7 separate regions of the Mus musculus genome follow, and all the other regions are linked to region 1. A link is a contact called in public ChIA-PET, HiChIP or PLAC-seq and promoter capture Hi-C data. All regions are on one chromosome and are shown on one strand. The core of a region is the stretch at or near the end of the contact, and the rest is flanking DNA. Distances in the headings are between cores, read along the strand shown.

What was found. Promoter capture Hi-C pulls out the DNA fragments that hold promoters and counts their contacts. ChIA-PET counts read pairs in DNA pulled down with a chosen protein or histone mark. HiChIP or PLAC-seq counts read pairs in DNA pulled down with a chosen protein or histone mark. Capture Hi-C pulls out chosen DNA fragments and counts their contacts.
Region 2: an H3K4me3 HiChIP or PLAC-seq map of bone marrow-derived macrophages shows a contact between it and region 1, with 4 times the contacts expected there. The contact joins the enhancer-like site here to the promoter of Atg5 in region 1. A contact is called at or near these places in 8 of 39 promoter capture datasets (the 3T3-L1 cell line, 3T3-L1-derived adipocytes, cranial neural crest and 4 more), 4 of 484 Hi-C or Micro-C datasets (B cells, bone marrow-derived macrophages, epidermal suprabasal cells and 1 more), 6 of 115 datasets of contacts at active chromatin or transcription factors (bone marrow-derived macrophages, embryonic stem cells, large pre-B cells and 1 more) and 4 of 9 other capture datasets (adipose tissue, embryonic stem cells, liver and 1 more).
Region 3: a contact with region 1 is called in an RNA polymerase II ChIA-PET map of memory CD8 T cells, with 15 read pairs. The contact joins the enhancer-like site here to the promoter of Atg5 in region 1. A contact is called at or near these places in 5 of 39 promoter capture datasets (3T3-L1-derived adipocytes, cranial neural crest, liver and 2 more), 7 of 484 Hi-C or Micro-C datasets (CD4 T cells, LSK cells, embryonic stem cells and 2 more), 7 of 115 datasets of contacts at active chromatin or transcription factors (the SCID.adh cell line, embryonic stem cells, epiblast stem cells and 2 more) and 2 of 9 other capture datasets (adipose tissue and embryonic stem cells).
Region 4: a contact with region 1 is called in a BATF HiChIP or PLAC-seq map of CD8 T cells, with 6 read pairs. The contact joins the enhancer-like site here to the promoter of Atg5 in region 1. A contact is called at or near these places in 5 of 484 Hi-C or Micro-C datasets (CD4 T cells, CD8 T cells, adipose-derived mesenchymal stem cells and 2 more), 3 of 115 datasets of contacts at active chromatin or transcription factors (CD8 T cells, effector CD8 T cells and memory CD8 T cells) and 1 of 9 other capture datasets (pancreatic islet).
Region 5: a promoter capture Hi-C map of adipose tissue shows a contact between it and region 1. The contact joins the promoter of Qrsl1 here to the promoter of Atg5 in region 1. A contact is called at or near these places in 2 of 39 promoter capture datasets (hippocampal neurons and stem cell-derived epiblast-like cells), 1 of 484 Hi-C or Micro-C datasets (CD4 T cells), 2 of 115 datasets of contacts at active chromatin or transcription factors (embryonic stem cells and microglia) and 2 of 9 other capture datasets (adipose tissue and liver).
Region 6: a promoter capture Hi-C map of liver shows a contact between it and region 1, with 2.2 times the contacts expected there. The contact joins the enhancer-like site here to the promoter of Atg5 in region 1. A contact is called at or near these places in 12 of 39 promoter capture datasets (the 3T3-L1 cell line, the C10 cell line, the HPC-7 cell line and 8 more), 6 of 484 Hi-C or Micro-C datasets (B cells, CD4 T cells, Th1 cells and 2 more), 6 of 115 datasets of contacts at active chromatin or transcription factors (the 230-238 cell line, bone marrow-derived macrophages, embryonic stem cells and 2 more) and 2 of 9 other capture datasets (adipose tissue and liver).
Region 7: an H3K4me3 HiChIP or PLAC-seq map of bone marrow-derived macrophages shows a contact between it and region 1, with 4 times the contacts expected there. The contact joins the enhancer-like site here to the promoter of Atg5 in region 1. A contact is called at or near these places in 7 of 39 promoter capture datasets (the 3T3-L1 cell line, 3T3-L1-derived adipocytes, embryonic stem cells and 2 more), 1 of 115 datasets of contacts at active chromatin or transcription factors (bone marrow-derived macrophages) and 1 of 9 other capture datasets (liver).

Annotation. Positions count from the first base shown.
Region 1 is chr10:44,266,661-44,269,967 of GRCm38.p6, forward strand. It overlaps Atg5 (autophagy related 5), which reads left to right and starts at 1,679. Exons shown (of 8, transcript NM_053069.6): 1 at 1,679-1,924. It overlaps Gm40637 (a long non-coding RNA gene), which reads right to left and starts at 1,542. Exons shown (of 2, transcript XR_871625.2): 1 at 1,453-1,542; 2 at 1,082-1,301.
Region 2 is chr10:44,689,933-44,693,024 of GRCm38.p6, forward strand. No RefSeq gene overlaps it. Among named protein-coding and RNA genes, the nearest start is that of Gm22503, 41 kb to the right of the region's middle. Within about 2 kb of position 1,804, at least 57 of the 459 cell types and tissues checked have an H3K27ac peak or open chromatin away from gene starts, as enhancers often do. A contact at or near this core is called in adipose tissue, bone marrow-derived macrophages, macrophages and 2 more, where this site is marked.
Region 3 is chr10:44,531,055-44,534,315 of GRCm38.p6, forward strand. No RefSeq gene overlaps it. Among named protein-coding and RNA genes, the nearest start is that of Gm35154, 66 kb to the right of the region's middle. Within about 2 kb of position 1,632, at least 8 of the 459 cell types and tissues checked have an H3K27ac peak or open chromatin away from gene starts, as enhancers often do. A contact at or near this core is called in the SCID.adh cell line and memory CD8 T cells, where this site is marked.
Region 4 is chr10:43,996,786-44,000,291 of GRCm38.p6, forward strand. Crybg1 (crystallin beta-gamma domain containing 1) reads right to left here. Exons shown (of 22, transcript NM_001368305.1): 4 at 267-2,562. Among named protein-coding and RNA genes, the nearest start is that of Gm40636, 30 kb to the left of the region's middle. Within about 2 kb of position 1,861, at least 80 of the 459 cell types and tissues checked have an H3K27ac peak or open chromatin away from gene starts, as enhancers often do. A contact at or near this core is called in CD8 T cells, effector CD8 T cells, memory CD8 T cells and 1 more, where this site is marked.
Region 5 is chr10:43,900,287-43,903,500 of GRCm38.p6, forward strand. Qrsl1 (glutaminyl-tRNA synthase (glutamine-hydrolyzing)-like 1) reads right to left here and starts at 1,450. Exons shown (of 11, transcript NM_001081054.2): 1 at 1,328-1,450. The coding sequence starts at 1,351. Rtn4ip1 (reticulon 4 interacting protein 1) reads left to right here and starts at 1,521. Exons shown (of 9, transcript NM_130892.5): 1 at 1,521-2,250. The coding sequence starts at 1,977.
Region 6 is chr10:44,764,352-44,767,668 of GRCm38.p6, forward strand. No RefSeq gene overlaps it. Among named protein-coding and RNA genes, the nearest start is that of 4930431F10Rik, 27 kb to the left of the region's middle. Within about 2 kb of position 1,345, at least 4 of the 459 cell types and tissues checked have an H3K27ac peak or open chromatin away from gene starts, as enhancers often do. A contact at or near this core is called in liver, where this site is marked.
Region 7 is chr10:44,664,384-44,667,626 of GRCm38.p6, forward strand. The region is part of intron 2 of Gm35154 (a long non-coding RNA gene); the gene reads left to right. Among named protein-coding and RNA genes, the nearest start is that of Gm22503, 66 kb to the right of the region's middle. Within about 2 kb of position 1,353, at least 16 of the 459 cell types and tissues checked have an H3K27ac peak or open chromatin away from gene starts, as enhancers often do. A contact at or near this core is called in 3T3-L1-derived adipocytes, bone marrow-derived macrophages and neutrophils, where this site is marked.

The DNA of each region.
Region 1 (3,307 bases), core at 429-2,928:
TAAGAGAGAGGCAAGAGAGTAGGAGGGTAAGAGAGAGGAGGGGTCAAGCAATCCCTTTTATACTGGGCCAAGCCTATCTAGCTGTTGCCAGGTAACTGTGAGGAGGAGCATACCTGGCTGCTGGCAGGAACTGTGGGGGTGGAGTTTAGACAGAATTCCAACACACTCCACCTACTCAAAGCAGAAATCTCTACTATATTAAACTCAGTAATCAGTTACTAGCTGAAATCATACCTGGTCTAAGCACTGAAAATAAATGACTATTGTATGCTCAGCCATAAAAGGGACACCATCTCCTCCAAGGCTCAAGGAACCTCACAAAAGAAAGGTGTCAAACTCATGGGACAAGAGCAAGATCACTACAACAAAGTTTGAGGCAAATTTGGAGCAAGTTTTATTAAGTACTGGCCAGGACGTGGACACTGGTACAAGGTCCACACCCAGGATAACCAGAGAATGGCACCAAATTACATTAGGTGGAGCCTTATGAAGGCCAACCCAGCTTCTCCTCAACAGAAGTCTGACAAGACCCTCTTGGGTTTCTTCAGGTAACACTGCCTTTATTTAGATTCATGGCTCTAGCCAGGCTCTGCCGCTGCTGACAGAGCAAAGTGTCGTGGCAGAAATTCCAGTAGAGAAATTGAAGCAGAAGGATGGTAAATTCAAGGTCAGATCGGAGGATGGGGGTTAAAGAGTATCCATGATTATACATAGAGTTTGAGGTCAGTCAGCGTTGCACGAGAGCTTGTCTCAAACCCAAAAAAGGAGGAAGAAAGGAAAGAAAAAAAAAGGCTGGAGAAATACCTACAGATCAGTGTAGTTAAGAGTTAATTGTGCTCACTGATCTCGCAAAAGACTAAAATCATTTCCAGTGCCTGCACTGGGTGCCTCACAACTGCCTGTAACTGCAGCTCCCGGGGCTCCATTTACCATCTCTTAGGATCTAGTTGGACACCTCATCCTCTCCGGGTGGGGGAAGGAAAGAGAAGAGTAAGAGGGGAGAAGAGAAGGAGGAAGAGAAGGTGGAGGAGGACGAGGAGGAGGGTGTTAAAATGTTTGGTGAGTGAAGACCCAGATCAAGTACTCTTTACGTTTTGTTTTATTTTCAAAGCAATAAGAGTAGGAAAGGTACTCTTAGAGGTGAGGGAGGTTTTGGTACTTTTACCAACTGGGGTTAAATACAGCCACTAATGCCTACTGTGGTCCTACAGGAGTGGGGAGGTTCTACCGAGCAAATGAATGTGGTTTACCTTGAAAGCCGGGTGTGGTGGCTCACGTCTGCAGTTCTAGCACTTGGGAGACTGAGGAACACGAGATACCTAGTTAAGTCCCAGACTTGCAGCTTGATACCCCTGTCCTGACTCTAACCCAACTAAATTAAACCATCCCAACCACCCTTAAAAGTAAGGTTTTTACAATACTGTTTTGTGAGGAAGAGAAAAATGCTGCTACCACGGCAGCCGATGTCTCAGGATCCTTTATTTCTCTGTTCTTCCACAACTGTCACACTGACAACCGGGAACACCAACGACTGCGTTCTGTCCATCCAAGAAGAAAACCGGCAAACTCGTTCCGAGTTCAGGCGCTCCCTGTGTGTCTGCGCACGCTCAGGAGCAACTCAGGTCTTGCCAGGTTGGGCCGCGCTCGGAGGGCGGAGCGCTTGCCACGTGGTCTTGGTGACGTCATCTCCGGGCGCCGAGGGTGACTGGACCTACGGTGGGCGCCCGGCGCTGCGGTTCACTCTGGTTCCGAGGGCGGAAGTGCCCGTCGGGCTGTTTTCTGACCCGGGCGGCAGCACTGTGCGGCTGCGCGCGCACTGGGACTTCTGCTCCTGCGCCTCTGCAGGACAGTGTGATCCCGGCAGACAGAACCCGACCGAGCGGCTTTCGCGCTGCGGGAAGCCGGAGCAGAGCCGGCACCTCGGGTAGGGCTCATGTGTGTCCCGGGCGTGGAAGTGTGGGGCGGGAGTGGGACCGGGCAGGGGCAGGGGCTGCGGGCGAGCGGCCCGTGTAAAGAGCGCACCCGGAGGGATGGCGGGGGAGGCGGTGCCGCTGGGCGGAGGTGGGGTTGGCGAGACACCGGCCCGGGAGCCCTTGGGCAGTCTAGCTGTCCCTTTGGGTAGTTAGTATGTCAGTTCCTTACTAAGGTAGGAAATGTAGCATCGAGTCTGGAGCTCAAGTTAAGGACTTGCATTTTATTTAAATCGTAATTGTTTCGGTGCTTTTTGATTCTATCTAAACGCAGACTGTTTCTCTTCGATGCAGTTCTTTGAGTCTCAGTTTAATTTTAGTACTTAATACTAACAAATGCATTTTTCTGTTAGTAGAACACTTTCGTTTATTTAGTTACTTTGTTGAAATTGCTCTCAAAGAATATAAACTTGAGGAACCTAAGAATCTGGGTGGCATGTAGGTTTTTCTCCCAAAGCATGTAGCATTGTTTTCACTGAGAAAGCATAGCAAGTCTTCACTAGTCAGAACCCCAGGAGCAGTTGACTATCTAAAGCCTTCTAGAATTCACCTGATAAGTATCTTGGGTCCTTGATACCGAGTATTTGAGTCAGATGCAAATATTCTGACTTCATTAAAATTATTGTTTGAATTGAAATTTGAGAACAAGAACATTGGCTTTATGGTAGTTGTCTTGGCAGGTGAGAATGTTACACTAAGTTTAATTGTACTTTGAGCCCAGTTTTGTGGCCTGTACCTTTAATTCCAGCAGTGGAGGTGGGGTGAAGGCAGGAAAATCAGGAGTTTAAGGCCAGCCTTGGCTATTTAGTGAGTTTGCTGCAATCCTAGAGGGCATGGTACTCTTTGCAACACACAGACAACATCCTCCAAAGCCCAAAAACAACCTAGCATTTTTTGGCCCTGCATTGGATCTTGAGCAGCACAAAACCAAACTATAACCCGAAAACAAAACAAACCCCAACTGTGATTGCCCACGTTTCTAATCCTTGTGCTAGAGAAGCTGAGGAAGGAAGGTTGCTTTGGGTTGGAGGCCAGCCTGTACTACAGAGCAAGACTCTTGTCTCCGAAAAGAACACACAAACACACACACACAGCTTTAATCCCGGTCTGCATAGTGAGTTTTAGACTAATCAGAGTGACACAGTGAGCACCTGTCCCAAGGGGAAAAAAGTATTTTCCAGGTGATAGAAAGTTCTAGAAAAAGGATAAGCCAATGAAATGGAATGGGTAGGGGTGGTGGTGTGCATGGGAGATCTAGTGCTGTTCACAGAAAAGGTATGTGAGTGAGGCTAAGCTACATGGAAAGGCCATTGGAGCATACTAGCCAATTCCAGGGG
Region 2 (3,092 bases), core at 554-3,053, 420 kb after region 1:
GCTGGGCCCTGGCACACTGGTATCTTTTGTGAAAATTCTCTGAGCTCCAAACTGGCATTTGTGTGCTTGTCTATCTACAGATAATAACCCACAAGCAGTCTTCCTGCTTATGGAATGACTAATTCCACCGTTCTTGAACAGTTGTTCTTGTGGTGGTTTCCACACAGTCCTGCAAAAAAACCATGAAGTCCAAAGGGGGAAAATCACTATGGATATAGTTTATTTCTATGTCCCAAAGCATTTGATTTTGACTATTCTCAGAATTAGAGAAAATACTTTTCTTTCCCAATCTAAATATATAGAAGTTTACTTTCTATAACAAAATTTAAATTTAATTTAATTTAGCATCAAATGACTTGGTAATTACCAGCCTTGAAGTGATATTGAATATTTATACTATTACCCATATCTTAGGTTCACACATCACATTTTCCTTAACACTGGGAATGAATGGGACATTTAAGTTTTTGGGCAAGATAAGGTCAGGATGACAGGCAACAATGGGAAACCATGTTAGACATGCTGACCTTGGTCAAATGTTCTTGATGTTTTTCAGAGCAGACTTAGAAGTCTGTTCTTTGGACTTCATGGTTTTCTGCAGGACTATGTGGAAGCCACCACAAGACTGACTGTTCAAGAATGATGGAATTAGTCATTTTCTTAAAAACTCCTAATATGGCTAGATTAGTTAATAGATAAAGAGTCACATTGGACATGAAGTCCTATTTATATAAGAGGGGCATTGTAAAGTGGATCAAAAAGTTCAAATACTCAAACAACAGCATTGTTGTGATGGGCAGGCAACTCTAGGCATTTGGTGCTACCCAGCACTGATATCCTCAGCGTCACACAGTACCCATTTGATTTGATCTCAAAGCTAGAATTCTAAGGACTATAACCTTAGGAACATGGGGAGAGGTCTACGAGCTTTTTAAAAGTGTGTGTGTGTGTGTGTGTGTGTGTGTGTGTGTGTACATGTTTTCCTGTGCATGAATAGAAGAGGGTAAGAATATTAACCTCTACTTCAAGGGTAATAAAAGTCCATCTGAATTTCCATTTGCTATGTCAGCAAAGAGTATATGAATTCAATAACTCATTTAACAATATGACAAAATATTTATAAAGACTCCCTCACATATAAAATCCATGCATGGTAGTGCACATCTATAATTGAAGTATACATTTATAACCTGAGCACTGAAGAGGTCATCAGAATGGTCACTACAGGTGCAAGGCCAGCCTGGGGTACCTAGTGGCTTCTAGACTGTGTAGGACTACTTATGAAGATCTGTCTCATAAAACAACCACCACTACCAAAAAAAAAAAGTCCTAAGAAATATTAAGTGTAGGTTTTTGTTTACAAAATGTCTAGAGTCATTTTGCTTCCATTTTCACTGCTAAGTTTTTAAGTCTATGGTTCATATCCTATCTCTGTAACTCCTTGGACCCAATCTCCATTCCAGCTCTTTAACCCTTTATTCAAATTGGCTCCTAGAAATCACTGCTTGCCACTTCAGCCTCTAGTGTGCTTTCTTTCAACCCATCCCCACTGTCTCTCATCATTATTTTTCTTCTTGCTCCGGAAACCGTCTCACTTCTTACACCTCTGGCATGTACTCCTCTATTTCCTGCTAACGTCCTGTCTGTTCCGATGTTTCCCAGACGCCTTTGCTTCAGTCTTCAACGCCCTCCTACCCGAGGTTTCCACCTACGTCTTCCACTTCTCACAGGCCACTACAGTGTGCAGAGACTATCCCTGTTCTCATGGCTGCAAGCATGTGGGGACGGTGACTCACAGATTTACAGCTCATGTCCTGTTCCTTGCTCACGGTTTATTCCCATCTCTCTGACTGACCATTGGTCATTTTCACTTGAAATTCTTCCCAGAGTCTCAAATTCAACAACAGCTAGCTAGCTGAGCTTGCCCTCTCCCCCACAAAAACACTTCCCTTTCCTAGTTCCTCGTTTCTGCCCCACAGTCCAGTCTCACGGTCATTCCTGCTGAAAACAAGGAATCCATCTCAACCGTGTCTCTCTCATCCTTACCTTTGCTCACCTGAAATTCCCTATCATGTCTGAAAATTCAGTTCTACTGACTTGTTTCCCCCAAACTTCCCTTACTTTCTCGAGGTTCTTTCTTTCTTGATCATTTACAATGCCTTCTAGCCAGCCTCTCTGACTGTACTTCCCGTCTGTCAGCCTGATCTCACACATTACTCCACGGTTCTCTGAAACAACGTTTCACACTGCTTCCCTGTACCCAACTCTTGGTCCTCCTACGTTATTCATTGTTCTTTCTCGATTGCAGACTATAAAGCAAATAATTATTCTTTGGGTCCCAAAAGATACTGAATACCATGCTAAATTCTATCTTCAAAAGATACAATTGTTGCAGAAATCAAAGGAGAAACCTCTACCACTCAGGTTAGAAAACTAGATTAGTGTCTAAATAACACAATAAATGGGGACAAATGAGAAACTTACCAGTGCTACATGGACCAGGTATAGAACAGCAAGACCAAAAAAAAAACCCAAGTCTTAGATTATGTAATTCTGAACGCTGCTCAGCTGAAGGCTCGGTGAGAGAGCTTTCCTAGGATGAGGGTACCAGTAATTGATCAGAGGAAAGAGATAAAGCAAGTTTGCTGTTGCAACTTTCCTCCTCAGCTTGCCAATGTCGGTAGAAACCCTGCCCCTGGGGGATTCAGCTGTAAATTTATGGTGTTGGAATAATTGATGAACTCCAGGGAGTTTTTACTGAATTCTTATTGGTTCACTTTTTGATGGACTTTTAAAAACTATTACTGACTCTTTGTGACTTCTGTGAACTAGAAAATCACTAAGTCCAAGTTCAAGTGACTCCAAGGTAAATTTTTATGTGCAATGACAGTGTCGGAGAAGTTTCTAGGCCTTGTTTTAGACTATGCTTGGCCAGGCTCTTATATACACCCTTTCTTCAGAGAAAGGACACAAGGAAGAATATTTCAAGTCAGTTATACCAGATGTTGGGGAGAAGATGTTGGAAGAAGATAAAATAACTCAGCAAATTAACTTAAGAAGGAAAAGAGAGGCTTAAAAAAACGTTTTTTAAA
Region 3 (3,261 bases), core at 382-2,881, 260 kb after region 1:
CCCTGGTTTGGGGACCAAGCATAGGTGGAGACTGGAAATGAAAGTTGTTTTCTCTTTAAAACTAGTATAATTTCTGCTTGGTAGAAATGCAACCTCTGGGCTGGGGATGTAGCTCCCCCCCCCCCCCCCCGTTTTAGAGTCCTTATACTGATTAGCATGCATAGTGCCCTCCCCAAGTTGGATCTCTGGAAGGAGGGGGAGGGGGAGAGAGATCTGAGTCCCAAATTTTGTCTTCCACATGTTTAGAGAGATATATTTCTCTATATCTCTCTAACTATAAATAGATACACACATGTATATATGAACATACATATCACTTTATATACACACCCATCACCTCTCTGACTACCCCCACCCCCACCCCCCCATTCTAGCTGTCACTTAGTTTAACCTCCCAGTTACCCTATTGGGCAACTCTGGGAATTGTCCTGGGAGTTCTTTTCTCCTTCCCCAGTGGCAGCCATCAAGACATGCCTAGTTTAACTTATTACAATGCTACGGATGTGTCTCTTCCCTTCTTTTCCCACTGCTCCTTGCTTTGCCTCCTCTCTGGCTACAGCAGCATCTTCAGAGCAAGGCTCTGCCATTACCTTTCTCTCCAGTGCCGTTCCTTGAGTGGTTGATCTAAGAAGCACATCTGAACATGACACTTGCCTTTAAAGCTTCCCATTACTTACCAGATAAAAACCTAAGCTCTTTGCCCCAGCATTCAAATCCTCTTTAGCTCTCTCTAGCTTTACTTTTCTCTACTTCCTGCCCTGACTACATCCCGGCCTCCATTCATCTGTTCTATGCTAGTGAGTACCAGCTGCTATTATAGGCGCACTGGATACCTGAAGGAGCAAAATTGACCTTTGTTCTCAAACTTATATGAGTGTGGAAAGGAAGGGGTTGTTGGCAAACAAAAAAAAAAAAACTGAATAAATTAGTGCATTGTATCAGGTATAGGTAGGGTGATTTTAGATAGTCTAATCGGGATTGGCTTTATTGCAAATATGACATTTTCAGCAAAGACATGAGACAGTGAGCTAAGTTGATAAACAGGAAGAATATCTAGGCCCAGGGAAGCCAGAGCAAAGCCCCAGGTGGGTGAGAGTGGGCTTGCCACATCAAAGAGAGGAAAAGAGAAGGACAAGTGAAGGAATAAGGTTGAGTATTTGGATCTCTAAGTACAAAATCTGTAATCCTTTTAGATTTTAAAATCTAAAACTTTAGTGATAATGAGTGGAAATTCCGAACCCTACCTGATAATGTGTGGTAAGTTGTGGTAAGAAGGTAACCAAACTACAAAGATTATATAAGGCTATCTTCAGTGTTTTCAGCCATTTACGAAAGAGAAAAGAATACCATGTTTAAGCCAGTTGTGGTGGCTTAGGCCTTTAAACTCTGTCCTAGGGAGGCATGGGGGCGGGGGAGGGAGAAAAGAAAAGATACTGTGTTTAGATTTTACCTAACTCCAACTAGGCGTTCAATGTTTCCTAAACCCAAAGTGTTGCTTCTTCCAGATAAGGGCTCTTTAACTTGTATGTAAGAGATGAGGACTGAAGAGAAAATGGGAGATGAGTGTGCTCTTGGGCAGGTTCTCGCTAGCTCTGTTTGCTCACATCGCATTACAGGGGGGGTCAACCACTTGTGGTCACATTCTCCCACACAAACCATCATGTTCAGACTTCAGAGTCTTTCATCATGTTACTTTCTATTTGAATTGTATCCCTTTTTCTAGCTATGTTGCTACCTGCACTGCTCTGTTCTGTGTTTGGGCAAGAGACATAAGGAGAAAAAACTTGGGTCTATTTATCTTGGCATCCATAGTTACCTGTAGGTGGTCCTCAAAATCCTTCATGAACTAATGACAAATTCATTTGTAGAGTAACTATGTATGTTAGGTGCACATATTTCATCCTAAAACAGCCCAAAAGGGAGGTTTGCTATACCTATTTTATAGGAAAAGAAATGAGATTTAGTTATCTAAGATTAAACAGCTAGCACCTGACCGGGGTGCCAAAGTCAGCTGTTCCCTCTGGAGACTCCTTCAGAAGACTGAATAAAAAACAGAATTTGTCGTTGGCTTTGTTTCTTGCTGCTGGCTTGTTTGTGCCAAAGACAAAAGAAGAAGCAACATTCCTATCAATTTTAGTATGTCAATTTGTTAATTTATTAAGTATTTAATAGGAATCCAGTGTTTGCCAGGTACTTAGAACACAACGCTGGCCGGGAAGTGGTGGTGCACGCCTTTAATCCCAGGACTTGGGAGGCAGAGGCAGGCGGATTTCTGAGTTCGAGGCCAGCGCGGTCTACAGAGGGAGTTCCAGGACAGCCAGGGCTACACAGAGAAACTGTCTCAAAATAAATAAATAAATAAATAAAAATTGCTGAACAAAGCAGAGTGGGTCTTTCCCTTCCTGAATGCAGATGCCAGCAGGGAAAAGCCAGAATTGTGCTGCACACAGTCCCCAGTGCAGCAGCAGCCCCTGATCCAGCCTGACAGGGCCACAGGAAGGAGGACATTTACTTGAAGATGATTCTAAGGGGACTATGTCACTGGCTGTAGGCCGCTCAAGTTCAGAAAAAGGGAAGGACCTAACGAATTGTGAGTGAATACATTCTCCACAAACTTGTAGAAGAGGCTTAAAAAGAAAATAAAAGAATTTTGTAATAAGTCTGCTCTGTTCAGTTTTTCAACCTGGGGCAATCTTAGTGCCTCCCTTCCCACCAACTCTGACTGCCGTCTTTGGGTACACAATTTAAAGTAGGGGCTTGTAAACATTTTTTTTTTTTGGTGTGTGTGTTAATATTTTTTGTTAAGTTACATGACTGGTTTATTTGACTTAATGAAATATGTCTGTTTTAGGAATAAAATTCCCAAACTATGAAGTCTGAGGGTTTGTTCAAATTATTTTTGCTTCATTGGAATTTGGTGGTGTATTGCATCATTGGCTGGAATTTCAGGACTTGTTACAGAATGCAGTTTTAAAAACGATGCTGATAGGAATGAAGTTTAATGCTTGCTAATTTGTAATTACCATTCAATGGAAGAACTAGCCCAGGAAAGCATGTGGGGTGGTGTGACTGAGACAGGAAGAGACAGACTTGGAAACCAAAGACCTAACTAAAATCAGAAAGTAGCATTTTAGTCCTTTCTAGCTGGTGGGAAATTAATAGGTTGTTCTCCATAGATTAACCCTCGTTTTCAAGTAAGGATATTGTATTTACCACCATAATAGCTCTAATATATGACTTGATTTTCAAAATTAAAAATTT
Region 4 (3,506 bases), core at 611-3,110, 270 kb before region 1:
AGGGGTGAGGCAGTGGTGGTGCACACCTTTAATCATAGCACAGAGGCAGGTGGATCTCTGTGAATTCAAGGCCAGCCAGGTCTACACAACTAAATCCAGGACAGCCAGAGCTACACAAAGAAACCCTGTCTCAAAACAAAACAAAAGGTACATGGTAAACAAATAGAAACTTATTGCACATGTACAACCCCTGTAAAAATACAACCTGAGCCCCTCACTGCCTCTAGGTTTAGAAACATCCCATCTAAATAAGAATTAGTACTTACCATAGAGTCTGATAAGGACATTCCAGAAAAGGAATGGCCTGGGTCATACCGGCTTGCTTTGAAAAGGCCCAGGAAGTCCGCGTCCACGCTCCCAACATTCGGCAGGTTTGACTTCAGAATACCTTCCACGCCATCGCTGTTCTTCAGTTTGGGTAAGTCTGAAAGGTTGTTTTCTGGCAATTGTAGGTTGCCCTGAGAATTCACATCTTCCTTGCTTCCCTCTTTTTGTGGGTACTTTTCCATGTGGCTGGAACCCAGACGAGATGTATTTGATGAATTGAAATTGAAGACCTTTAAGGAGTTGTGGGGTGCAAGGTGTGGCTGTTCTTTGTCTGAGCCACAGGGCAGGCCACCCTCCTTCCTGGGCTGTACCACTGATGACTGAGATACGGAGCTGTTCTGAGAAGTGCTAAAAGATGTGCTCATTGTGTTGACTGACGTCACGGAGGGAGAAAAGACTTTGTCTTGTGGCAGAGAAGAAAGCATGCTTGAGAAAAGCGTGCTGTTTTCTAGCCGTGACCTCTTAACGCCGCCGCTGTTGATGTCCCTGTTCTCCTTGTCACTTGCTTCTGAAGTGGTCTGTGGCTCGCTCTTCCCATTACTGTTAGTGTGCAAGGACTTGAAGACGATGCTCTGCTCGGTGGATGCACGCTTGGCTCTCAGTTTGGATATGGGGTCGTGGTTCTGCAACAAGTGCAAAGCTGGTGACACCTCTGCCAGGCTTTCCTTCTTCTTCCCTAAACCAATGGTGAACACGTTGGGATCAAACACCTTTTCCAAACTGTCCTCGTGAATGGGAGGCATAGCGAAGTGAGGGGCTGGAGAGTTTGGGACCCGGGCCTTCTTCTTTTTCTGGGGCACACATACTGCACTGTCCATCTTTTTAATAATTTCAGTGAATTTTTCCATATCAGAAGAAGAATCCAAGACACTATTGTCACTACCAGCAGAAATGTTCAAAAGCCTGGTAGGGGTAAGTGGGCTGGTCGCATCTTGACCTGGCCTTTGGGGGCCTTCTGCATGACTTCTGCTGCTGGGAGAGTGGGTGAGGATGAACTCCGCTGTCTGGGGCATCCCACTGCTGCTCTGGATGGGCGGAGCCTTCTCAGGTCCTGACTGTGTGATGTGTGGTCGAGACTGTGCCACATGTCCTTCTCTGTGATGGATGTCCTTGGGTGATGTGTCTGGTGCATCCTCGTGCTGCGGAACACAAGTGGTGACAGACACCACTTCAGGCTCATTACTGTGACAGCTTGGCAGCTGTGCCTCTCTAACTTCAGAGCTCTCTGAGATGACCTGAGAGCTCACATCCTGAGGATTCTCCACGGGAAGCACAAAGGACCGGACCTGGACGAGGACTTTGGAGGGACAGTCTTTCCCCATAGTTTCTGGGCTGTGCTCTGGAGTGGAAGGGGGACTGGCTTCTCCCACTCCAGGTTTGGAGATGGGAGTTTTCTCAGTGTGAGGAGAGACTGGCGAAACACACCCATTGTGGTTTTCTGACACTTCTAGAGCAGTGCAGGGAACACTGCATATGGGAACTTGAACACAGCCATCTTGGGGAGCGTCCACAGAAATGGGTGCAGAAGGCGGGAGAGATGACTCCCTAGCTGACTCAGCCGCTGAAGCTGGCTGTGAGTCAGAAAATGCATCCTGTGGCTTTGGGGGAGCCTCTCTGGCATCACAAATGGCAGCGATGTCCTGTGCAACATCACTTGTGTTGTTAAGGACGGGGCCTTTGCTGTCAGCAGCCTCTGGCTGGCCCTCTCCTGAGAGCTCAGAGTCCTTCACAGGAACCAGAGCAGTGGGCCCTGGGTGGGAAGGATAGGCAGTGTCTGTTTGTACATCCAGCTTATCACTTTGCTCAGGCTCAGGGCGGAGGACCTGATCCTTGGTGGACTCTCCTTCCCCTCCTCTGGTGGCTGGACGAATCTCTTCTCTGGGGACAGGGACTGCTGTGCCTTTCCCTTCTGCAGATGGCTCTTTGACCACCAGGCCATTCTGGTGGCTGGTTGACACAGCTTTCTTTTCGGGTTGCTCCATTTCTTTGGCCTTTTTGGCTAAGTTCAGCTTCGCCCTCCCAACAAATGTCTTACTAGAGGGAGGATTGTTCCTTGTGTTACGGACGTCGGGGTGGCGGGGGCTACTGTTAGCCCGCTTGTTTTCAAATAAGGAGATTTTGTTGGCTGTGTTCCCCTTATGAACTGGCTGGCTAAATGAGTTGTGCTCATTTCCCAAACTGTCAGGATTCTTCGGAGTTTTCAGATTTAGTTCCACATGTTTGGGTCTGGCGGGGCTGCAAGGACAAAGCAACAGGGCAGTTAGCAGCCTGGTGTTAAGTCGACATACAAACCAGCTGCCAAAGAGACCACAAAGTCCGCATCCCCTGGTGTGTATCTGCTTTCCCATGAAACTTCCTAAACAATCCTACAAACACTAGCACATATTTTTAATATAAAGTATCTTACCTACATATGACAGATGAGACTATAAATCTAAGAAACTATTAATTTACCAAGTATTCATATTCATTCACAGTGAGTGGCACTGAACTGGCAGACATTACAAGGTATAAGGAACAAATTTAAATACTTAATGCCTTCCCATATTTTAAATGCGCAGTATGTATTTATGCATGCATGCATGCATGTGTGAAGTCAGAGGACAACCATGGGTGTCAAGGTTCGACTTTGCTGAGACAGTCTCTCGATGTTCAGCACTGCACACCCAAGTTGTCAGGTCTGGGAGCTGCCAAGCTTTTCTTGGCTCCATCTTCCATCTCACTACGGGAATGCTGGGATTAGAGACACTCATTCCCATGACCACCTTTTCTATGGGTCTCAGGTCCTCACACTGTATCCACTGAGCTGTCCCTCTGAACATGGAAAGTGTTTTTAAATCTTTCCTAAACCTGCTGCTCATCAGCATTCTGCCTTATTCCCAGTGGTTTCATATGCATAAATATTTTACTAGAATGAAAATGGCAGTGTTCATAGGGCTTGCTTGGCTGCTTGCCTTTTGCTAAGACAAAAGGATGAGTTAACATTATAACTTCCAGGGTCCTAAGACTGACTTCCTTGGAATTTTACACAAACATTAGTAGAAGCAAATTTTTTAACCATACGGCTATACCATAATTTGTTAACTGACTTTGTTAATGTGTCTAGGGCAGAGTCTCCCAGCTCATTCACATTTCTTAGGTCTAATTACTTATTACTGGGAATAATGTCTTTAGTGTAC
Region 5 (3,214 bases), core at 200-2,699, 370 kb before region 1:
CAGCTAAGAGCACTGGCTGCTCTTCCACAGGCCCTGAGTTCAAATCCCAGCACCCATAAGGCAGCTCTCAACCACTTAAGACTGTAGTGACATGGGATCTGATACACTCTTCTGGTGTGCAGACATACATGCAGTCAAAAGACCCATATACAATAGATAAATAAATAAATAAATATAGATATTTACAAAATTATTTGGTGTACATAATTCTACTATTAAAGATGAAAGTAAACCTGCATACCAATAAATGCATAGACTTGCTTATTTTTAAATAAAGAATTAAATCCTGGCTGTAGGTTTCCTCAACGTTTTTCATTTTTTTTCAGTTTACCAATATTTTGATTTGATATATCAGTGCTGAGAACACCACTTTGCATAAATATGTTGTACAAAATTGTAGGAGCATGTTTAGCGCCATATTGGGAAAAAGCTGAATAATCTCACATCAAAACTTATTTAGTGATTTTTGAATGAGACTCAAGTCAATAACTCAGCCATTTTTAGAATCAAGCACCTTAAAGCAACAAATCCCAAAGATGCACGCATTTCACACTTAGGGTATGACAAGCTGAAAAACGATTTAGTAAAATATTAAAAGGTTTTGCTTTCTGAAATTAAATAATTATGTTTCTACAAGTTTAGAAAAGTTGCTCATATGTTAAATCTTAATAAACAATACTCTCGATTCTGAGTTGAGATGTTTCCGGCAGCATTTGCTGGGCAGTGCACACATACCCTGCTGCAGAGAGTCGTGAGGAAGCACCGCTGGGTGCGGTCAGAAACACCTTGAACTCACAACTCACAGTTTGATTTTTGAATTAACTTTGCCCACTGTCTCAGGAACACTCCTCCTTCCCTTTCAAAACTGCTGTCACATTTTCTCCTACATTTGTGGTTGCGACCTACAGCTTAAGTAGATGTTCAAACACGATGTGGTAGAAATCCTAGTTTTTTTTTGTTTTTTTTTTTAAGCCACCAATTTTTTTGTTTGTTTCAAATGTGCATGCTACAAAACCGCCCCGTCCCTAAGCGAGCACAGCAGCGACGGGACTGAGATGGCTTGTCTGAGAAACCTCTCCCTAATCGCGCGGGTTGACTGTCGTTCCACTCCACGGCTCAGGGGTTCAAACTTTTTGACGTTCTGACTCTAGGGGATTGACTCAGCGTGTACGGTAAGAGCTTAGGTTCGAATCCCACTTCCCACTCAGGAATGTAGGCGGTCGGGGGGGGGGGGCGTGCCGTGCGGCGTGACCCGGGGCGACCTTGAACTTCCGAGTCCTCCAGTGTCTCAGCCCTCCCTGGTCCCCTCCTGGCCATGTCCACTCACTTCTCGGAGAGTCCGGCCCAGCATAGCCCTCGGAGTCAGCCGGTAGCACCGGGTCCCGGAACAGAGGAAGGAGTCAATCTCTGCCACCGGCGTTACATGGGCGCAGACATCTTGGCTCCTCTTTAACAACGAGCGCCTGGATTGGTCGAGTTCCGGGCGGCGGAAATGATCTCTGCACACGATTGGCTCGCGCGCCGGCGACCGGAGGCGCGCGGACAGGCAAGGAGACCGCGGCCGGGGTCGTGTCAGGAATCCGCCTGACCTAGGAATTGCTAGCCTTGTTTGCTTGTCCCTCTGAGGACTCCCTGCTTGCTTGCTTTTTTTTCCTTAAGGGGAAGGAGAGCGTAAGGAAGGAATGGCCAGTGTACTGACTGGACGCCAACTGGGACATTTCTGACGTGGGGAGCACAGTAGCAATTCTATTTTAATTCCGTCGCGGCTTTAGGTTGAGTTTGCTTCTGAAAGCTCCCCCTCGCTTAATTGACCTGTGGGTTTGGCAGATTTTGGCTGAATTGAAATGTGTTAGTTTGACCTGCTTCAGGTCCTTTCTCTCCACCGTCGCACCCCCCACCCCCGCTCCTCCTTTCTTTTTTCTTTTTCTTTTTTTCTTTTCTTTTTTTCGAGGAAACGTTCTCCATCCCTGCTCAGGATGGGCGTTTTGAAGACCTGTGTACTTAGAAGAAGTGCTTGTGCCGCCGCCTGCTTCTGGAGAAGGACAGTTATCCCAAAGCCACCATTTAGAGGCATTAGTACTACGTCTGCGAGGAGCACTGTCATGCCCGCTTGGGTGATAGATAAATATGGAAAGAATGAAGTCCTTCGATTCACCCAGAACATGATGTTACCTATCATACACTATCCAAATGAAGTCATTATCAAAGTCCACGCTGCCAGTGTAAATCCTATAGATGTTAATATGAGAAGTAAGTTGTCCGGGTTTGTTTGGTTTTAAATCAAAATTCACTGGGCACACAGGTGTTTTGTTGTTTTTCTTTTGAAACAAGGGGTCGTTGTCTAGCCCAGGCTGGCCTCCAATTCATTGTATACCACTGACTAGTCTCCACTCTGCCGCCCTCCTGCTCTGCCTCTCCAGGCCTGGGATTTAGCAGGTGTAGACCACACCTAGTTAATAGACTACATTTAGGTTGGCGTGAGGGAGTCATTTAGGTTTCTTATTACATGTATTTATTTTGTGTTTGGGTGTGTGGAACAGGGCCCAAGTGGAGGTCAAAGGACATCTTGTGGGAGTGAGTTTCTTCCTTCTACCAGGTAGGCTCCGGGCATTAAACTGACCACCAGGCTTGGTAGCAAGCACCACTATAGGCAGAGCCATCTGGTTTCTGATACTATCCCTGCAAATATTTACGACGTTTTGTTGTCACAACTGCTAAGGTATACTTTAATCTTTTATTAAATGTGTTTGTTTCCTTTCACATATGAGTTGGGACCGAGAAGTGATATCTACAGTTAATTTGCTCTGTGGTAATTTTAGGGTCCAGCACAGGCTCCAGAGTTTGGCTATGTTTCCCCATCAGTTCAGAGTCTGGGTCTATGTAATTCCTGTATCCTTCTTGCTGTCCCACGGTTCACAGCTTCTGTTATAGGCCCAGTGTACCAAGCAACAGAGCAGAACTCCTGATAGGGGCACAGCATCCTCGTCATTTCTCATATCCCCATTCCCCACTCCCCACCTCCAGCTTAAATGTGTTTTCTTGTTATACACCCGCTGAAGCTGGGATAATGTTATCCTAATTTCTCTTGCTGGGTCATATTGAACAGCTTGGGGAGAGCATTCCTTAAATGTATTCTTATATTCTATACTGTGGTTCTATTATAGTGGTGAACAAATTGATTTGTATTTATAAATTACTTTAATTCTGGAAAAAA
Region 6 (3,317 bases), core at 95-2,594, 500 kb after region 1:
GTATTTAACCTGACACAATTATGAAGACTAATCTTTGAAAAGGACAGTATAACTAATGGAAAGGAATAATAGAATATAATAAAATGAGGGCAGCAAAACAATTGAGCCAACAGGAAATCAAAGAATGCTATTATTTGTATCAGATGCAGGGACACTAGTAGTTTTATATAAGCAATATTCAGATATAAAATAGTCATATAGGACAAACTCTCATCTCTGATCATTAAATGAACGGTGAATTATTAGCTGCTGGTTAAGAGTATTATATAAATATGTAAGATAGGAGAGAGTTAATTCATTAGCAAGACCCCACATGAGTTAAAGGTGGAAACGTAAAAGTTAGCACCTATTATTTGCCCTCTAAATGACAGAGGTCAATAGAACTCTTTACTCCTCCAATACCTATCTCACCTTCCTCATTTTTACATAATTCAGTTGTAGGATTTGTGTGATTTCTGGGCTCCAAGCAACTGATAAGCAAGGTTGTATTTCTAATTTTTCTGATTTTATATTTCTAGTTCTTTCTGTAGGGCACAGACCAGGATTGATAAACATTTATTGAATTATAGTGCAATAAAATGATCCAACCGAACATTAGAAAAGAACTTTAGTAGCCACAACAGTACATTATAAATTGATGTAAACTACTGATAAAAATTATATTCACATTATGTAAGGACTTTTCAGAAATTACCACTTTTATATCTGAGAACCTTAACCTAAAGCCTCTAATATCCAGTAACTATAAAATCAAGCCTGCTCAGTCCCAGACCCCAGGCACACAATTGCAGTGTAGATACAAAGACAAGTAAGAAAGTGTTAATATAATGACTAACATTTGCTGAGGCTTGTTAAGTGGAAGGGCCTAGGCAAAGGCTCTGTGTACATAATCATACTTAATCTTCTCAACAAATTTGTTAGGCCTTGTATTTACTGATAAAGACACAAAAGGTTAGAGGGTAATTTACAGGGGTTTGTATAGCTAGCAAGTAGCTAAACTGAGATGTAAGCCCAGGTCTGGTTAGTTTCAGTGTCTGTGATCTGACTATTAGTCTAGATTGGATAGCGTTCCTCCTGTTCTCTCAGTGCTCAGATAACAAGGTTCTATGATGATGTTATAATGTTTCTCACTAGATTCATACATTGCTCTCCTTCTGCCCTTTTACCTCCTTCTTTTCCTCTCTCCAGTTCTTTCTTTCCCTCCTTTATTTAAGACCTCTGACTTGGCTAGAATGTGAATTTTAGGATAATAGATCATGAATATGAGAGATTCACACTAGCTCTAAAACTGTCAACACAAAGAATTCACCCTCTCACTGTATTTACTTATACCCACATGACGAAATGCCTGTTGTTTATATTGGCTGTGAAAATGGAGAAGTTCGGCATGGTCTACCGACAGAAGGTTGGCCACAGTTTGGTTGCATAGGATAGCATAAGTATGTAGAAAGAAATAATTTTCTCACAAAGATCATTTTAGAGCACTAGTGCATAGCTTGAATAGCTGTGAAATTTCAAATTGGTTGCAATGATTTGCCTTTTAAGTATGATTCTTTGACAACCTAATGCCTTACCATTAAATTTTTCTTCTGGCCAGGCAGTGGTGGCGTGTGCCTTTAATCCCAGCACTTGGGAGGCAGAGGCAGGTGGATTTCTGAGTTCAAGGCCAGCCTGTTCTACAGAGTGAGTTCCAGGACAGCCAGGGCAACACAGAGAAACCCTGTCTCGAAAAAAAAGTTTTTTCTTCTGTGAAACATTGGGTAGAATAAATATTGGCAGCACCAAATACTGGCTTGGTGCCTTGGTCAGTCTTTTGCATTCTTATATGTTTGGGTTCTTTCTCAGTGATTTATTTCTAGAAACCTATTTGATCAATTACTCTGAAATTGATGAAATAGAACCTTATGAAGGTAATTTAGCAGCTATCGTAGACATTTCCTATATTGTCCATTATTTCACCATCTGGTGAAGCAAGTGTCTCCAAAGTATTTCTGACTTAGTCTAAAGCCCATGTCATCTACAGCAACCTCACACATCACTCAGAACCATGACTCCTCTCCATGATGTGCGTCTTTGCTGCAGCTCTGTTTTCTAGACTGAACCTGCCCAGGTTACTCATCGTCTCTCATAGGGTTTTGCTTTCCAAGCCATTTATTATGTTGGTTGCTCTCCTCTGAACTCTTTCCAGTTAGCTGGAAAGCACATTTCTATCCAGTAATACCATGTTATCATGGAGAGCTCAGAGGTCATATCTTGTCCAGGAGGGAACTTCTGAGCCCCACAGGCATGAATTTTTTTTCTTCCTGGTTGAGGTGGTTGTGAGTATCCTGACTACCCTGCCTAGGCACATCCCAAGCATGCGGCAAGTGGGAAGTGGGTTAGTGAGCAGGTGTCTGCGTGTTTGGGAAGAGTCACTGCTTATTCTGAGGAGCACTAATCAGTTCAATTTCTCTTGTGGCTACTTTGAACTGCTGCCCTTTTCTAATCCCAAACACCAAAACTGAGTGATAACCAATAATTACTGAGAGCCTGTGATGTGCAGGGCACTGTGCCAATTGCTGAACATCTATGAACTCATTTAGCGCTCACAATATTTCCCTTCCATAAGGTCATTACCTTCACTTTACAGATGAGGAAACAGAGCTGACCCGGGTTACATGTCTAGGAAACAAGCCAATGTGAACTTGAACTCCTAGATTTGACTGTGAGCTTCGTTCCTTTAACAGTGTAGAACTAACCAAGGAAACTCAAAACATCCACTCTTAGCTCAGATTATAATGTTCCTGGTTTGTAAATGTTTATTCAGGAAGTAATATGCTTTCCTATATTTCTTATCAAAATATTTTATTTTCTTCCTCTTCTTCCTCCTCTTAAATTTGAAATCTGTCGCTTTAATATTATATTTATCTATTTATTTTTATTTTAATTATTTTTCTTTTTCACGTTTTTATTTTTGATAAGTTCAAGGATCTATATACTCAATTATAGTCATTTCGCCCCATTACTCTATCATGCCTTGCATCCTCTCCAGCTGAAGGCCCTCTTCTGCTCCCCTGTTTTGTGGGAGTGTGATCCAGAGTTTAATTATTTCTTGCTTGCGAATGGCTTGGGGTTATTAACTGGAATATGGGTAACACATCAGTGGCTATACCACTGGGGATGGTGGGGGTATCACCTTCTCCAGTGCCCATTAACTGTTAGTCAGTGAGGGCTGGAGCCATACGAGTCCCAAAATGGTATTAGAGCCAATGGAGCATACCTGCATCTTGTACAGGTAACAACAGCCATAGTGCTTTTATGTGTCCGACTGCCATTCC
Region 7 (3,243 bases), core at 103-2,602, 400 kb after region 1:
CTCCTTTAAGTTCCCCAGCCTTGGTTTCCTTTTCCCCTTTCATAGCACCTGTGTCCTAACTATCCCCCTCTCTAAAGTCCCTCCTTGCCCCGAACCCCTGTGTCATGCACCTAGGCTGCTACTATTTTCTGGTTATTGTAAATACAGCACCAATGGACACCACTGGGCAGGTGTCTATGGACTTTAAGGAGTGATTATACTTAACTAGATCTCTTCTTGTGGTAAAATCAAGATTTGTTCAGAAAAGAATTCTATAAAGCAAAAACTAAATAAACAACAAAGAAAAAAATACAAGTGTTTCTTTAATTTCACACAGGCCCTTGCAGAGTTCTAGCGGCGGTATCAGCTATGCACTTTAAACCCTAGGACCAGCTCACTCCCATACTCTGTAAGCAGAGCTTATGGTGCCAACTCTCATTTTCCTCATGTCTAAATTTCAGGTTGCTGAAGACTGAGTTTTATATTTTCTGTGACATTTCCAGAAATCTGTGTGTTTGTTAGATGGTAGCCACCTGCTTCGTGCATGCTGCAGGCATTATATTCAAACATTTTTAAGGGCCAGAATGGTTTGTTCAGACACTTTCTGTGAATTGAATATGAAAATGATCCCTTTTACTCCTTACCTTATGATCTTATGACAATTGTATTTACCTCTTTCTTTTTGTCTGGTTTTTCAAGACAGGATTTCTCTGGGTAGCCCTGGCCATCCCAGAACTCGCTCTGTAGACCGGGCTGGGATTAAAGGTGCATGCCATCCTTAGCAGTTACCTTTCCATAAAGGCTTGTAAACCAGGGTTTGATCTTACCACCACATTTGTGTTACAACTAAAATAATTTTCACTTTATGTTTCTTGTACACAATGTTACCATTATGTTTTCTAATTTATTTCATGATAAGAGGCTGGTGAGGCCTGTGGAGGTTAAACAGTGAGATCTGGATGGCAGCCACTCCAACTTTTACAGAGTCAGATTTTGCTGGTAACAGTGTTCTTAAAGCACATAGATGTTTTCTCTAGCTCTTTGTAAGCATTCACAACCTGTGAAGAATAGATCTCTGTCTCTCTCTGTCTCTCTCTGTCTCTCTTTCTCTGTCTCTCTCTGTGTCTCTCTTTCTCTGTCTTTGTGTGTCTCTATCTCTCTGTCTCTGTCTCTCTTTCCCCCCCCTCACTTTCTCACTCTCTCAGAGAACTTCAATGTTGGCTTCACATAATTTCCCAGGAAAATTCCCTTTTAATTTTTCTATAACAAGAAATCTAAAAGTGAGTTTCCCCCTCTTCAGTGAAAACCCCTGTAGAAAGAAGGAAGTGTCCCATGACAAAGGGAGCCAGCTGAGATCAGTGACTCAGTGTCTTTCATAGATTATAGCTCTGAAGTGGATTTGACTAAGTGCTGGCATTTCTTACAGCCTGCCTTGGCACCTAAGGGTATAAAATAGCTACAGAGGCAATTAGCTTTAGAAAACAGGATTATTAAGTGCATGAACCCGTAAGTTACATAGGAGCTCAGAAGTGTGTCTTTAAAAGGGAATTGTCAAAGGGCCAATGGTACGTTGAGAAATACTTCCCCTGAGCCATGGGGAAAGTGTGTGGTATAAGGAAAGAACAGAGCTTGCTTGCCTCGTCACCTTCTGTGACCTAGGCGAGTGAGTAGGTGGACCCAGCCTGGAATGGTTGGATACAAGCTTTGCTCAGATGGAAGAGCCTGCCTGACAGGCCCAAGTATCTCTTCCTTTTGGTGTTCTCCCTTAAGTTTCTAAAAGACTTTGAGAAACTCTTACTTAAATGGGTGATTTAAAAAAAAATCTAGGGTCTTCCATATACTGGGCAAGTGTTCTACTATTGAGCTGCATCCCAAGACACAAATAAATGTCATTGAGAGGGAAGATCCATGTAGGAAAGGCCAGGTGCTGGCCTAGAGGAGCCCTTGGCTCCCACACAGACAAGACTCTTACAATGTATAGACACAAGAGATTCCACAGACACACAATCATGCGTATTCTCTTCTCACTCTGGCGTTTTCCCTTACACTATCCCTTTGGCCATAGTAAAGGTGGCTATGGAACCCTCGGTCAGAGCTGTCTGTCAATACTGTGGGTGTATTTCCAGAGACGTCTGCCCATTTCACTCTCTCTCCAGATGTGCTCAGTTTCTTGTGAAGGTCTTTTACTCATCCTATTGTTGTGACTGACTGAGTCTTCCCTATATGTTGAAGGTTGGTGCGATTCTTCCTCCTAGCCTGGTGCTCCCAGAAATAAGACTCAGACTCAAAATATATTTATAAATACCTTGGCCATATAGTTAGGCTCCGCTCTGACTAGATATAACTTAAAATAACCCTTTTATTCTAATCTACATTCTGCCATGTGTCTGGTTACCTGTACTCAGGTACCATGCGTCTGTCTCCTCACATCATCCCAGCAAATCTCTCACCTGATGCTATCCTAGAATCCTTTCTGTCTCCAGGGTGTCCCATCTATTTCCTGCCAAAGCTATCGGCCAAAGATTTTTTATTGATAGGTGCCACCTCCCTACAGATCTGAAATAGTCTTTCTACACATATACTCAATTGTCTAAGACACCATTGGTGATGCACCAATTTGTATTGGTAGGGTATCAGTAGATTTCATTTCTGTCCAAATTACAGAACGTCCTCCTTTAGGTATCTTTTCTGCAGCTGAGAAAATACAGTGATGGCTTCATTATCTACTCAGCAATCTCCTCAATAGGAAAAGAACTGAGAACCTACTAGGAAAAATACATCAGGGTTCCCCTCAACTGCATATTTTCAATTCTCCTGTTTGTTTGTTTGCTTGTTTGTTTTGTTTCATTTCCTGAAGTTTCCCATGATAGTTTCACTTGGGAATGCTAATTTCTGATGGAAAGAAGGGGCAAAGTGTCCACACTTTGGTCTTCGTTCTTCTTGAGTTTCATGTGTTTAGCAAATTGTATCTTATATCTTGGGTATCCTAAGTTTCTGGGCTAATATCCACTTATCAGTGAGTACATATTGTGAGAGTTCCTTTGTGATTGTGTTGCCACACTCAGGATGATGCCCTCCAGGTCCAACCATTTGCCTAGGAATTTCATAAATTCATTCTTTTTAATAGCTGAGTAGTACTCCATTGTGTAAATGTACCACATTTTCTGTATCCATTCCTCTGTTGAGGGGCATCTGGGTTCTTTCCAGCTTCTGGCTATTATAAATAAGGCTGCTATGAACATAGTGGAGCATGTGTCCTTCTTA